Linked DNA regions of Mus musculus: region 1 is linked to region 2. The links are chromatin contacts, called in public promoter capture Hi-C maps. All regions are on one chromosome and are shown on one strand. Each heading gives the region's core, a stretch centred on a gene start, on an enhancer-like site or on the middle of the called end of the contact. The rest is flanking DNA. Distances are from core to core; before and after follow the strand shown. Region 1 holds the start of Shmt1 (serine hydroxymethyltransferase 1 (soluble)). Region 2 holds the start of Rasd1 (RAS, dexamethasone-induced 1).

Region 1 (6,507 bases), core at 592-3,091, 850 kb before region 2:
TGAGCAACTGCTAGATCCTTGGACTTCCAATCACAGCTGCTGTTGACCATTGTTGGGGAGTTGGACTTCAGATTCTAAGTCATCAAAGACTACCCATAAGTTCTGTGACTCTAGAGAACCCTGACTAATACAGGTACTTAAGAGAGAACAGCACAGAGAGAAAAGAAAAAGGAGGAGGAGGAGGCAGTTTTGCTGGGACAGTTAGAGAGAGACAGGTTGCAGAGAGAGAACAAGTTAGACACAGGTGAAGTCAGAATCAGCCAGAGAATGAGAACATATTGTCAAAGTTACACTTTACCTGTATGTATACGAAGGTGCTAAATCCCCTGGAACTGGAGTACGGATTGTTGTGAGCTGCCATGTGAGTGTTGGGAATTGAACCCAGGTCCTCTGGAAGAGCAGCAGTGCTCTTAACTGCTGAGCCATCTCTCCAGCCCTGTGGGGTTTTGTTTTTATTTTTATTATTTAAATCTATTTTTTTTTAAATTAGGGGCTGGAGAGATGGCTCAGTGGGTAAGAGCACTGCTGCTCTTGCAGAGGGCCAAGGTTCTGTTCTCTGAACCCTTGTGGTGGTTCACAGCCAACTATAACTCCAGTTCTAGGGGATTTAACACCCTTTTGCCTGCCTCTGCCTTCTGAGGGCTGGGACTAAAGGCTGCACTACTACCTCCTGACTCTAAAATGATTTTTTAAATCTTATCATTTTAAATTAATTTTGTTACTAAACAATGTATTTTTATATTTTTATGCACACATGGCAATAATATATATTTAAAAATTTATTTTATTTATATATGCAAGTGTTTGTCTGCATGTATGTGTGTACCACATGCATGCATTGGCCACAGAGGTCAGAAGTGTGCATCAGAGCCCCTGGAACTGAAGGTATAAATGGTTGTGAGCCACCCATGTGGGTACTGGGAATTGAACTCAGGACCTCGGCAAAAGCAACAAATGCTCTTAACCACTGATCCATCTCTCTAGCCCCATGGCAATATGATTTGCTTCATTCGTTTTTACTAGCGTGTGTAACACAAACAACGCAAACTCTTGTTTAGGCTAAGCAGGCTCTCTAACACCGAGCCACACAGCCAGCCTCATTTTAATATTTGAGACAGCCAGCTAGCCTGAATCTTGGTATTTAGTCAGGTTGCCCTCTGTCTCAAGATCCCTCTGCCAAAGCCTGTAGAGTTCTGGTCATGCCAGCTGGGTTTTTGTTTGTCTTGTTTGTTTTTTTGTTTACTTATTTATTTGAGATAGGGATTACTGTGGGCTGACACCAGGACCCGCGGTGGTGGCGCACGCCTTTAATCCAGCACTTGGGAGGCAGAGGCAGGTGGATTTCTGAGTTCGAGGCCAGCCTGGTCTACAGAGCGAGTTCCAGGACAGCCAGGGCTAGACAGAAAAACCCTGTCTCAAAAAACCAAAAAAAAAAAAAAAAAAAAAGATCTATTTATGTCAGGCATGGTAGCACATACTTTTAATCCTAGAACTCTGGAGGCAGATCCCCTGGACACTTGTGCATTAGTTACTGGAAACTGAACCCGAACCAGGCTCGATCCCCAATCCTATCCAGGTCTTCTGGATCACAAAACACTCCTACAATCAGCAATACTGCCCAAAAGTCCCAGGTCCCAAGGTAAGGAACCGCCCAGTCCCCTCCTCCTTCCCACCCCCTCCAGTTCAGAGCTCTTTTTTTTTTTTTTTTTTTCCGTCAGGCTTTGCCCTGCTCTGAGCGCGGGCGAATCGCGCGTGGGCAGCTGGGGGCGGGCTCTACCTGGATGCTCCCACTGATTGGGCCGCTGTAGGGGCGGGGCGGGACCAGGCTGCGCTGGGGAGAGTTTAGTGGAGCTCCGGCCTCTGCGCGCCAAGTTTGGGTTTCCCCCGGACGTGGTGTGTCACGTGGTGGGGAGGCTGGTTCCCGGAGCACGTGCTGGGCTGTTAGGACAGCCCGCTGCGGGGTTCCGGCTGGAGGTGTTGCTGTGGTCACTTTCCGCGCGCTCTCCAGGAATTCGGCGATCCACTTGCCTCTGCCTCCCTAGTGCTGGGATTAAAGGCGTGCGCCACCACAACGCGTTTAGTCCCTTTCATAAAGACCGGAGGAACAGACGTTTACGGCCAGCTCCCGAAACCAAGTGAACTGGAGGCCACCCTGCACCAAGGGTTGGAACCTTTTCACAAAATCCACGCTCCTAATACAAGGTATGTAATTTCTAATCTTTGCGATTGTTTCTTTTTGTTTTGTTTGAGGTGTGAGTGTCACACATGCTGTCCTCGAACTTGATGTGTAGCCAAGGATGACCTTGAACTTCTAATGGTTCTGCCTCCACCTCACCAGTAAGAGCTATCGCTCTCGGTTCATGTGGTGCTGGGATGGAACCCCTTGGTTTATACATGTTAACGAAGCTTCCGAGGTTTGTCTGTAATCACTGCTTTTGATTTACTAGTACAACCCTGATTATCTGCAGTGCGTTACTCTATCTAGGGGACAGGTTGGCTTGTAGCGTTCTTAGCCCAGTGCCTCTATTTCAAGGTCTGGAAGTTAGGTGACCTTTGGTTAGCTGAAGCAAGCACAAATGTGTTTAATTGAGCCAGGCAGTTGCTGGACCAGAAACACCAGTTTAGGCTCCGTACAGAATACATTTAAAATTTCTTCCTTGAGGGGAAATTGAATGGAGGTGAGTAATTGTGTTACCCAGGATTCTGGGAAGCACCAAAAGTAAACAGGAGTTCACATTCTGCCTCTGTTATATGACCTTAGTTAAAGCCACTCCAAGGCCTTTGAGAGCCTCCTCTCTTTATAAAGCAGGGCACAGAGAGACTCGCACTGTTCCTGTCCCCATTACAGCCTAACACGTGGGTATGGACTTTGGCAGACCTATAGACAGTAATAAGGAAATGCTGTATGTTTTCCCCAAAGTTAGCTCAAAAACGACAGTTCAGCAGCCAGGGCTCTGCAGAGAGACCCTGTCTTGGAAAACAAAATAATCAAAAGTCTATAGTGTGAAGATCTTCTTCCTAAGTAAGCCCTAAGTAAGCCAGGAGTGGTGGTGGCACACGCAGGAAGATCTCTGTGAATTCAAGGCCAGCCTGGTCTACATAGAAAAACCCTCTCTAAAAACATAAAACTAATGCCCTGGCCTGGGTATTGTGGTGTATGGCCTTTAATCCCACCCAGCAGACAAAGAGGTAGAAGTAGGCAGAGTTCAGTGCCAGCATGGTCTACATAGTGATTCCAGGATAGTTCTATATGGAGACCTTGTTGTTGTTGTTGAAAACTATTAAATACCTGACTGAGGCTAGGCCTGGGAAAGCAGCTTGGTTGGTAGAAAGCTTGCCTGGAATGCAGGGAGCTGGGTTCAGTCCAGCATCCCATGAAACTAAATGTGCTGAGGCGTGCCTATAAGCTGAGGACTCCTGAAGTGGGTGGGCCAGAACTTTCAGGCTCTTCTCTGCTATGCCAGTTCTGTGCCTGCCTGGGCTACATGAAACCTTGTCTTTAAAATCAATCAATCAATCAATCAATCAATCAATCAAGTATACACTAAGCTTCTTGAGCTCCTTGAAGAATTCTGAGCTAGCAAGATGGCTTCTTGAGTTAGGGGACTCACAGACAAGCCTAATGGACTGACTTTACCCCTAGGAACTTCCTTCTGTGTGTTGTAACACGTGTACCTACACCTGTACACAGTAAACAAATGGGATTTTTTTTTTAAGAATTTGAACTTTTTTTGTAGTTCAGAGAAAACTAGCTTATTTTAGTACCTTATTTCAGGAAGGACATATATTAGTTTAGTAAGGGGATGCACTACTGTGATCCGACATAGTGGTAAAAGCAGGGTGGGAACCAGGCAATCCCACGCTCTGCAGGCTGAGGTGGCCCAGTCTTTGAGTTCAAGGCCAGCTTGGTCTATAGAACAGTCTAGCCAAGACTGTTACACAAAGAAACCCAGTCTCCAAAAACAAAACAAACAAGCAAACAAACAAAACAAAAACCCCACCAGGTGGGACACTCTGGGGAGAGGCGTGGGAGCCACTGGGCTGAATGCTCCTGAGTGACACTGGGTTAAATGTTCCTGAGTAAGATGTCTGGCCCTCTGAAGAGGATTCTAAGTGGACCTTCGTTCTTTGATGGTTAGGAGATTTGCTCTTCACATTGATTAGGTCCTTTCTAACCTCCAGCAGTTAATGTTTAATGAAAATGTTGTCCTTGGGATTTGGGGAGCAGAGGTCCGAGCCTGACTGGTGTGTGGATTCTGGTTCCCACTTGCCAAGGGCCCAGACAGGTGCTGGGATTTCATGGGTTCTGATCTTGAGAGAGGAAGCTCAAGGGTAGCCAGAGAGGCCCAAGGTCCTTGGCGTGATATCTGAAGTCTTTTTTTTTTTTTTTAAAGATTATATTAAAGGTAGGTTTATTGGGAAGCTGCTCTTGGGTGAGTTCACTGGCCCCAAAGATTGAGGCCCGGGGAGTCCCCATGGGGGTAGGGGGTGGAGAAAGAGGAAGGGTACACACATGCAGAGCAGTAGAGGCATCTGAAATCTCTGTAAACATGTCCTTCCCAGGGAGCTGCAGCTGGGCTGGCAGAAGCACATTTGAGCATCTGGCTCTGTGCCTGGTGATTTCATGCTTGTGTTTAAATAACAACTACTCTGGAAGTCCTAACTAGAGATTTCTGTTTGAGGATGATAACACTTCCTTTGTCTACCTCCTGCAGAGATAGAAGGAGCCCTATGGGTTGGGAGTGTTTGCATTGTTTGCCCCTTGGTTTTGTCTGTGTACAGTATGTCCTCTTGGAGAGTAGGCTCTTTTGTGTTTGGCTGCTTTCTGCTGGGTATCCTTGTGGCCTCCTGCCCTGGTTACCTCTTACCTGAAGCATTTAGTTCGTCACAATTTGGGGAGGGGGGCACTTATGCATTCAGTAGTGGGCTATGCCTTCTCTACCATAGACTAATATTGAATACATAGACCAAGAGGAAGCCCCTTAAAGGCAGGGCTCCAACTGGGCTTGCTGACCACAGCACCAAGAAGTAGTAGCCCAGGGACAGTATTAAGTCCTTGTCCTGTAAATAAAGTTTATGCACGTCAACAGAAAAGGACAGATGGGCTGCCAGCCACTGAGTAAGAGAAGAGATGTGAATGCAGTTTTGTTCTGTTTTGCTTTTTTTGTTTTAGAGGTAGGGTTTATTTGTAGTCCAGGCTGTCCTTGAACTCTTTGTGGACCAGGATGGCCTTAAACTCAAGAGATCTACCTGCGTCTGCTTCCTGAGTTCTGGAATTTAAGGCTTGTGCCACTTGCCTGGACTGAGTGCAGTGTTTTTATTTGATATTTGTTTATTTTATGTGTACTGCTGTTTTTGCACAACTGGTGTCCAGTGCCTAGTCAGAGGAGTTTCTTACAGCAAAACCTCATGTGTGATTCCATGGAGTCTGAGAGAAATGGGTCCTGATGGGGTGAAGATTGCAGGACTTAGTTGGAAAATGCTTGCTGCATATGGTGGAGTATCCCCATAATTCTAGCACTTAGGAGGTGGAAGAAAAAACAGGAGTACAGGTCCTTCCTAGCAACATGCCAACCTGGACCAGCAACATGCCAATCTGGACTGTGAGAGAAAAATATACCTATAAGATGCTGCTGTTGGGCATCTTGGAAGGAGTACCCCAATTGTTCTCTGTTAATTGATGTACCCAGAAAGCCCTGAGGAGTTGGTAAGCATGGAATCTGGGCTCCACCAGCAGAGTGGATTTAAGTAAATGGTCCGATTGATCATCTAGACATAGAACTTCTTCCAGTCTAGCTGTGCTGAGCTAACTGGAAAATTAGAAGAGACCTTTGTTTAGTTGGGAATACTATGTTCAGTGTGGAACTACTAAGAAGGCCTTGGCTGTCCGGTAGGCAGCTGCGGAATTGGGGTGGGGGGGGGGTTGATTTGAAGTTCTGTAAGGAGCCCAAGTGACTTTAAAGGATTTATGCGCCTGCTTACAAAAGTGTTCAGCTAAGCTTAGGAGAGACTTGCTGGGGTTGGTGCTGGAATCAATGTGTACTTTATTTACCCTTTTTGTAGGCAACTCTGAACCAGTGCAATGGCAGACAGGGATGCCACCCTGTGGGCTTCTCATGAGAAGATGTTGTCGCAGCCCCTCAAGGACAGTGATGCCGAGGTGAGACCTGTGGCACCTTCATATGTCACATGATTTTACATTGGAAGTCCTGTTTTGATCACTGTGGGGTTTTGTTGTTGTTTTGTAGCGTTGTTGTTTTGTTTTCGTTTTGGTTTCTGTTTTTTGGTATTTATTTGTTTATTTATTTTGTTTTTTTGAGACAGGGTTTCTCTGTGTAGCCCTGGAACTCACTGTGTATGTAGACCAGGCTGGCCTCAAACTCAGAAATCCACCTGCCTCTGTCTCCCAAGTGCTGGGATTAAAGGCATGCGCCACCACTGCCCGGCTTGTTTTTGGTTTTGGGCTTTCAGGTGGAAACCAGGGCCTCACATCTGGTAGGCAGATGA
Region 2 (7,057 bases), core at 417-2,916:
ACACCCCAGGTGAAGGGAGGGGAGCAGGGGCAAGGGCAGGAACCAGGAGGTGAAGGACTCACCCCAACTGGCCTGTCCTAGATCTAGCTGATGAGTCCCGGGTTCCTCAATTGATATGGATGTAGAAGCAGCCTGGGAGGAAGGGGAGTGAATATGGATATCCTGCTAGATTGAAACGGGCCAGACAACCGCAGCAGCCTGTGTAGTGGGCTCTGTTGTGGGGGCACAGGCAGAGGGGAGGAAGGGAAGACTGGGAGCCAGGTGGCCAGCAGCGTGCTTCCCTGTGCTTCAGTTCCCCCATCTGTTAAATGCAGAGTGTTGCTTCTCTGTCTCCAGGGAGAGCATTATCATTTAGCACAGGGACCACCAAATCAATACACCTACGTTGCATGGGCTCCAGGCAGGATGCCCACTGCTGATCTAGAGACTGGGTTTCTGTTGAAATCCTGGATCATAGTGCAAGCATCTGGATGGGTGGGAATGACTTTAGCCCTGCCTGTGGGACACCAAGACTGCCTGGATGGGCAAGGGGCATTTGTCAGCCACTCGGTCTCTGGGCCTCTCCTAAATAAGACGAGGTCAGAGCAGAATAAACACAGCTCACCTGTGTCGTCAGTTACAAGCAGCAGACGCGTCCCGTTTCTCCTCAAGCATCACTCAGTCCTGGTTACTGATCAACCTGCCACCGGCTTCCTCCCCTAGGCAGCCTCCCTGATACTATACTTTTATTGTTCTGACCAGGCCCTGGTCTCGGAACGTGTTTGTACTTAATCTTTACAATCAAGGAACCAGTGTCATCTTTCAGAAAGGGAAACTGAACTACAGTGAAGGTTGTGCTTCCAGGCCTCCTCTGAGATCATCGGCCCCAGTCAGCCACCTCAGTGCAAAATGACGATGAATTGGCCCACGAGAGGGGAAAGTCCCGAAAGCCATAGGAGGCTGTAGGTACTCTGGCCTGTTTTGATTTTTTTTTTTTAAAGGGGCTTGTCTCGAAGTATGAAGTCAGGTACAGACTCTCCTCTACTGAGGTCCCCATCGATCAGATTCTCTCTAGTTGGGAAAGTAGAGCACAGGAAGTCCATGACAGCGCTCCCCGTCAGGGTCCCCAGCCAGCCTCCTGCCCCTCTCCAGAGTGGCCACAACCTTAGGCATCCCAGCGGGTCCGTGGGGCTCCCTGCTTCCCTCTGGTGGCTGAAGCGCAAAGCGCGGACGATAACATAGAAAACCCACAAACACCGGACACTAAGCCCAGGAGAGCACCAAGAGTCCGGGGACCTAAGGGGTTGGCCCTGGGGCAAATGTCCAGCAAATCTGTTGCTATCATCAGATAATATTTTTTGGGGAAACTAAGGCCCAAGAAAAGTGGGTGTCTGTGCACTAGTGTTAAGAGAATGGAGATCCCAGAGGTAAGTGAATCAAAGGCACAGCCAGGACCTCTGCGGCCAAAAGTGGGAAGCGCCGGATCCCACTGGCCGTAGTTTGGATTTAGTTTTCCTTTCAGCGCACGTAGGTCTGAAGAGGAGCCTCAGGCTCCAAGGCGGAGGTCGCTGCGTCTAGGAGGAGCTGGGCGCGTCCGGGGGCGGGACGTGACGCACCTTAGCTGGGAGGTGCCTGGCCGGGCTTCGGCCAACTGAATATAAGGGCGGTGTGGGGCGCGGAAAGCCTGAGCCTGCTGTCTGTACCCAAGAGCCCAGACCAGCTCGCGCAGTCCCGAAGCCAAGCTCTTCCGTCACTCCGGAGTTCTCTGCAGCCCTCTCTCTACCTTCTCTCGGCCACGCATCCGCCCCTGGGGCCCCTCTACCCAATGAAACTGGCCGCGATGATCAAGAAGATGTGCCCAAGCGACTCTGAACTGAGTATCCCGGCCAAGAACTGCTACAGGATGGTCATCCTCGGCTCATCCAAAGTGGGCAAGACGGCCATTGTGTCGCGCTTCCTCACGGGCCGTTTCGAGGATGCTTACACCCCTACCATCGAGGACTTCCACCGAAAGTTTTACTCGATCCGCGGCGAAGTCTACCAGTTGGACATACTGGACACATCCGGCAATCATCCGTTTCCCGCCATGCGGCGCCTCTCTATCCTCACAGGTGAGTGGGGAGTCGACGGGGATAGGGGGACCGGAGTCTTGAGGGGAGTGGATGGGGCTGGTGTGTTGTGCTTGGGGCTTGCCCCTTCACCTGGGGTGTCTGCAGCTCTGTGCCTGGCAGCTGTCCTCACCTTTCCCACTCGTTCCCTTATAGGAGACGTTTTCATTCTGGTGTTCAGCTTAGACAACCGCGACTCATTCGAAGAGGTGCAAAGGCTCAAACAGCAGATCCTAGACACCAAGTCCTGTCTCAAGAACAAAACCAAAGAGAATGTGGACGTGCCGCTGGTCATTTGCGGTAACAAAGGGGACCGGGACTTCTACCGGGAAGTAGAGCAGCGGGAGATTGAGCAGCTGGTGGGTGACGACCCTCAGCGTTGTGCCTACTTCGAGATCTCAGCCAAGAAGAACAGCAGCTTGGACCAGATGTTCCGTGCGCTCTTTGCCATGGCCAAGCTGCCTAGCGAGATGAGCCCCGACTTGCACCGCAAGGTATCTGTGCAGTACTGCGACGTACTGCACAAGAAGGCTCTGAGGAACAAGAAGCTTCTGCGTGCGGGCAGCGGAGGCGGGGGCGACCACGGCGATGCCTTTGGCATCTTGGCGCCCTTTGCTCGCAGACCCAGCGTGCACAGCGACCTCATGTACATTCGTGAAAAAACCAGTGTCGGCAGCCAGGCTAAGGACAAGGAGCGCTGTGTCATCAGTTAGGAGCCCCCAGGGTCAGCCACACAACCTGAGGACCTTTTTTGTTCAAAAGTCAAATCGGATTCCTGGACTAGCGGTCCGTGCCACAGGAGCGCCAATTGGCCTTCTCCTTCCCTCCCTGAGACCCAGCCCGGGGAGACCAAGCCAGTAAGGGACAGTCACCTGCTGTGAAAGGAAAGAGAACTAGCTAAGACAGGAGCTGTCACCTCCGATTCTGGGATGCCAGGACCCAGCAGAGGGGCGCTTGGCATTTTTCTCAAGAGGTTTGAGAAAAAGCGTGTGAAGTTCATCAGCCTGTGAGACTTAAAGTAACTGTCCTGCTCGCTTCAGGGCAGGACTAATAATAGGGCATTATCTTGTCTGTGATTGGTGTTGCCATGGCCGCTGTCAGCCACCTCTGTCCTCAGCAAACTGGAAACTTTGGCTGGAGGTGGGGGGGGGGGGTGTTCAATCATAGCCAAGTGACTTGTTTACATGTGTGTGTGCAATTACCCAAAAGAAAAACAAAACACAAAACTTGCACTTTAATAGTTCCAGTGTCAATGTGACATGAACAAAATCTCTACATTTCTATTGTGTGAGGTCTTTATTATTATTTTTTATTTAAAATAAAATAATTTAGAAACGGAAAATGGTGCTTTGCTTTTAGGTTTCCTGCCTCAGTGCTCAGTGCCAGTGGCCAAGAACTGGAGAGGGACCTGGCTTTCGGAAAATGGCCTCCCACTTCCAAGTGGGACCTGCTCTAGACCTCCTGGCTCTGTTTACCCTCTGCCTCACTTGGCCTATACCAGGGGGCCTTGTTTTGGAGAATATTCATACTCTCCTCCACAGGCCACCTGCTAATCATGGCAGGTGACAGGAAGCTGTCACACTCCGACTCTGATTACCACAAATAAGGAGGCTGAGCTGGAGAGGTGTGTCTGGGAAGATGCCTGCACTCTGTGTTTATCCCTTGCCCCAGGGTTGCCCCAGGACCTGGCCAGGGAAAGTAGCTCGCTTCTAGTGCAGCTCCCAGAAGCACTCAAGCAGGGGAGGCCCAGCTCCTCTGCACTTTCCCATCCCCCTGTTGGCTAAGGGCTCATAGTTTGTGACCAAGATCTCCTTGCCACTCCTACTGTCAACTCAGGGTTCAAGTGTCACCTTGAAGCCTCCAATTCTGCAGCTGAGAAATAGGGTCAGGAGTCAATATGGTCTCTAAGGAGTCAACACTGCTGCAGCTGCGGAGCCAAGCACTTGGTTTTCCAAGAGAGTTCTGACCTTCAAGGGATGCTCGAAAGTGTCTTGGGGGTGGGGGTGGGGGTGGGGATGGGGGTGTGTCCTGTCAACCCTGTTTTGGGAAGGGCCACTTCCAAGGCACTGCACCTCCTCAAATCTCAGCAAGGCACTCACTTCTCACCAATGACTGGCTGGCTCCCCAAGTTCCCCTGCAGGAGACATGCAGGCCTTTGTGCTAGTTGAACAGGTGCACATGCTGGGTGGAAGGAGCACAGTGAACATTTCCCTCTACACCACCTACTCAACATACCACTCTAATTCTTCATTATAAAACCTGTAATTCCAGGGGCTGAATCCAAGCACTGAGACAGAGCCAACAGGCAAACCATGTGTCCTGAGAGCAGACCACACTTTTAATTATATATCTGAAAATGTGACAGGTCACCACACGGAACAGAAGCCTCCGAGGACGCCTTCTTTCTTCCCTGTCAGGAAGAGCTGAAGCCCTTGCATTTCATGTGCTCTGCGCTTACAGGAACCAGTCAGAGCCTTAAAACTGGCCCAGCCACTGCTTCAACTTTGCAGCAAGTAACTGATTCAGTTCAGTAACAGTCCCAAGGCAGAGGTGCTTAACTGGCATCCTCTACTCAAACTCACTTTTCTGCCCAAATACCTGGAAGTCAGAACCCTCTTTCACACATTCCGGGTCCCAGTGTGAGGCAGCTTGGATAGGCAATGCCACCAGAATGCTTGCTAACAAACATCCCCAGCCAGCGCTCCTGCCAAGAAGGCCAGTTGGCAGGCACCTGCTAAGTCCTCAGCTGGTCAGCCCAGGCTGTGCCCATTTCAAGATCCAAACAATAACTGGGTTCTTCTCACCTTCCCCTGAGAAGGAAAGGGCCATGGTGCCCTCAGTGTAACAGTCCCTGAGAGACAGAGAACACGGTGTCCTACCTGCGAGTCGCTGAGTACACTCTACAAGTAGAACACAGCTATGGAACCTCCAGACTTAGCTCCCCACGCCCTTCAAACCACACATAACCCTGGCTGAGAAACTGCCCCGATTGCTCCTGCCAGCTACTTTGCTCCAAACCAGAAGTGTGCAGGGACCATGTGCAGAGTAGCAAATGTGACTTCTTGGCTAAAGGGGAGACAGAGGTAAGCCAGGGCATACGAATCAGGGCAGAGCCGCTTCCTTAACAGCCTCTTTGAGCCAGTGTGGGAAGGACAAAGGGCCCCAGGCAAGCAGTGCTTCGGCTATTCTGAGCACTGCCTGAAGTGATAGAGATAAAGGGAGCAAGAGCCTATAAGGCTAGCATGCAGGAGGCTGGAAACTGGAGTTGGTGGCTAGATCGTGGAGCTCTGGGCTGACGCCCCCAGAGATATAGTTTCATTCAGTAGTTCAAACAAAAAAGGAAGTGAACTGTTTCAAGGGAGAAGCCACCCACCCTCTGGCCTTTCAAAACAATGTTCATACTCTCACAGCTTGCTTTAATTATAATAAATCCATGCCATCTGAGTACAGGCCTAATTTACCCCGTGAATTCTATGCAAATGTTTCATGAAACTGCTGTTAATGGGAACAGTATGTACCTGATACCATGCTGATGCTATCGGGAGTGGGAGGAGCTGAGGGAAAGAAGGGAACAGCTATTTCCTCTCCCTCTGTGCCCTGTAGATCTGCTGGGACATGGTCAGGGCTGAGATAGCACTGAGGCCCCACACCAGCTGAATGTGGCCTCCCAGTTTTGAGCGGGGCTCCCAAGGAGCTGGAGCACCGCGTGATGCTTTCCGTCTGGCGGCGGCTCTCCTGGGGGCTGGCCTAGTCCTTGGGGATCTCAAACATGCAGAGGCTCTTGTACTTCTGCAGCAGCTCGTTCTTGGTCCTCACTTGCTCTCGGAGGCTGTGGAGCTGCTGCTGCTGCTGCTCGGGGCTCACGTGGATGCCGGGCATGGTGCCGATGAGCTTCCGCAGCTCCTGGAACTTGGTTTTGAGGGCGTTCAGGTCCTGGTGGAGATCCGGGCTGTCCTTGTCCATGCTGGGCGACAGGGGGAGGAGAAGGCAGTCAGTTATTAGCATGTGTAGCTCATCTCCACAATGGCTTCCTTGTTCTACACCTCTGATACCTTTTAGAATGATGTTAGACATGTCTGTTCCCTAACTAGGTTGCCTACCTCAGAAGACAAGGATTGGTCTTTTATTTGTTTTATTTTGTTCTTTAGCTTTAAGCTCATAAAAGCATACTTGACAAGTCAAATACTTTAACTCTGTGATGGCAGGGACCAAGTAGGCTTCATCACAACTGTCTCACCAACCTGGCCCTACACATAGGACACTATGCTCAAGAACATGCCTATAAACCCAGCTCAGGCTTGTGTGGGATGGGGGATGTAGAAACAGGCAGACTTCAGAAGCTGAAACAGCAAGGCTCAGGTTCTGTGCAAGACAACACTGGGAAGAGTAATGAAGCTGGGCACAAGTGCCCGCCTCTGCTTCCCCTGCCACTCAACCGTGTGCACACACCACACACACAAACCCAGGAACTTTCCAAAACACCACCTGCCAAAAGGATGAGTGCTTGGAAAGCAGGTGCAGCTGTGCTAAACGCATCTCCATCACCAACCATCAGGTGACCCTTCCAAAAACAAAGAAAACCAGGCGTGGTCAAACACTCATTTCACCTGACCAGGGCCGTCTGCAGGCCAACCAGGAGGCTTTGCCAGTTAGCAGGGCCTTCATTTCACTGAGCTGTGGTGCTTGCTTAGGCCTGTTAACATAAAGATGAACTCCTATAGAGCTAGTTATACATTGTGAACCAGCTCCAGGCGACTGGAACACTCTCAGCAGACACAGGCTCTCCTCTAGCACAGCTCTGTAGATGCCTTCCTCTGGGTCAAGGTCATTTTGAAGGCAGACCATTCCTATCCGTTCACAGCCCTGGCATGGCAGAGATCCCCATTCCTGCTATCAAACTGAAGCGAAAGAACCAAATCCTAGGAACAAAGGCACAGCCCCAAGGCCAGAAGGCAGAGGAGCTTTGGAAC

Evidence for each region. Capture Hi-C pulls out chosen DNA fragments and counts their contacts.
Region 1: a contact with region 2 is called in a promoter capture Hi-C map of pancreatic islet. The contact joins the promoter of Shmt1 here to the promoter of Rasd1 in region 2.

What each region holds. Positions count from the first base shown.
Region 1 is chr11:60,806,599-60,813,105 of GRCm38.p6, reverse strand. It overlaps Shmt1 (serine hydroxymethyltransferase 1 (soluble)), which reads left to right and starts at 1,841. Exons shown (of 12, transcript NM_009171.2): 1 at 1,841-2,202; 2 at 6,064-6,160. The coding sequence starts at 6,083.
Region 2 is chr11:59,959,553-59,966,609 of GRCm38.p6, reverse strand. It overlaps Rasd1 (RAS, dexamethasone-induced 1), which reads left to right and starts at 1,666. Exons shown (of 2, transcript NM_009026.5): 1 at 1,666-2,090; 2 at 2,244-3,429. The coding sequence starts at 1,805. The coding sequence ends at 2,800. It overlaps Med9 (mediator complex subunit 9), which reads right to left. Exons shown (of 2, transcript NM_138675.3): 2 at 3,304-6,051. The coding sequence ends at 5,835.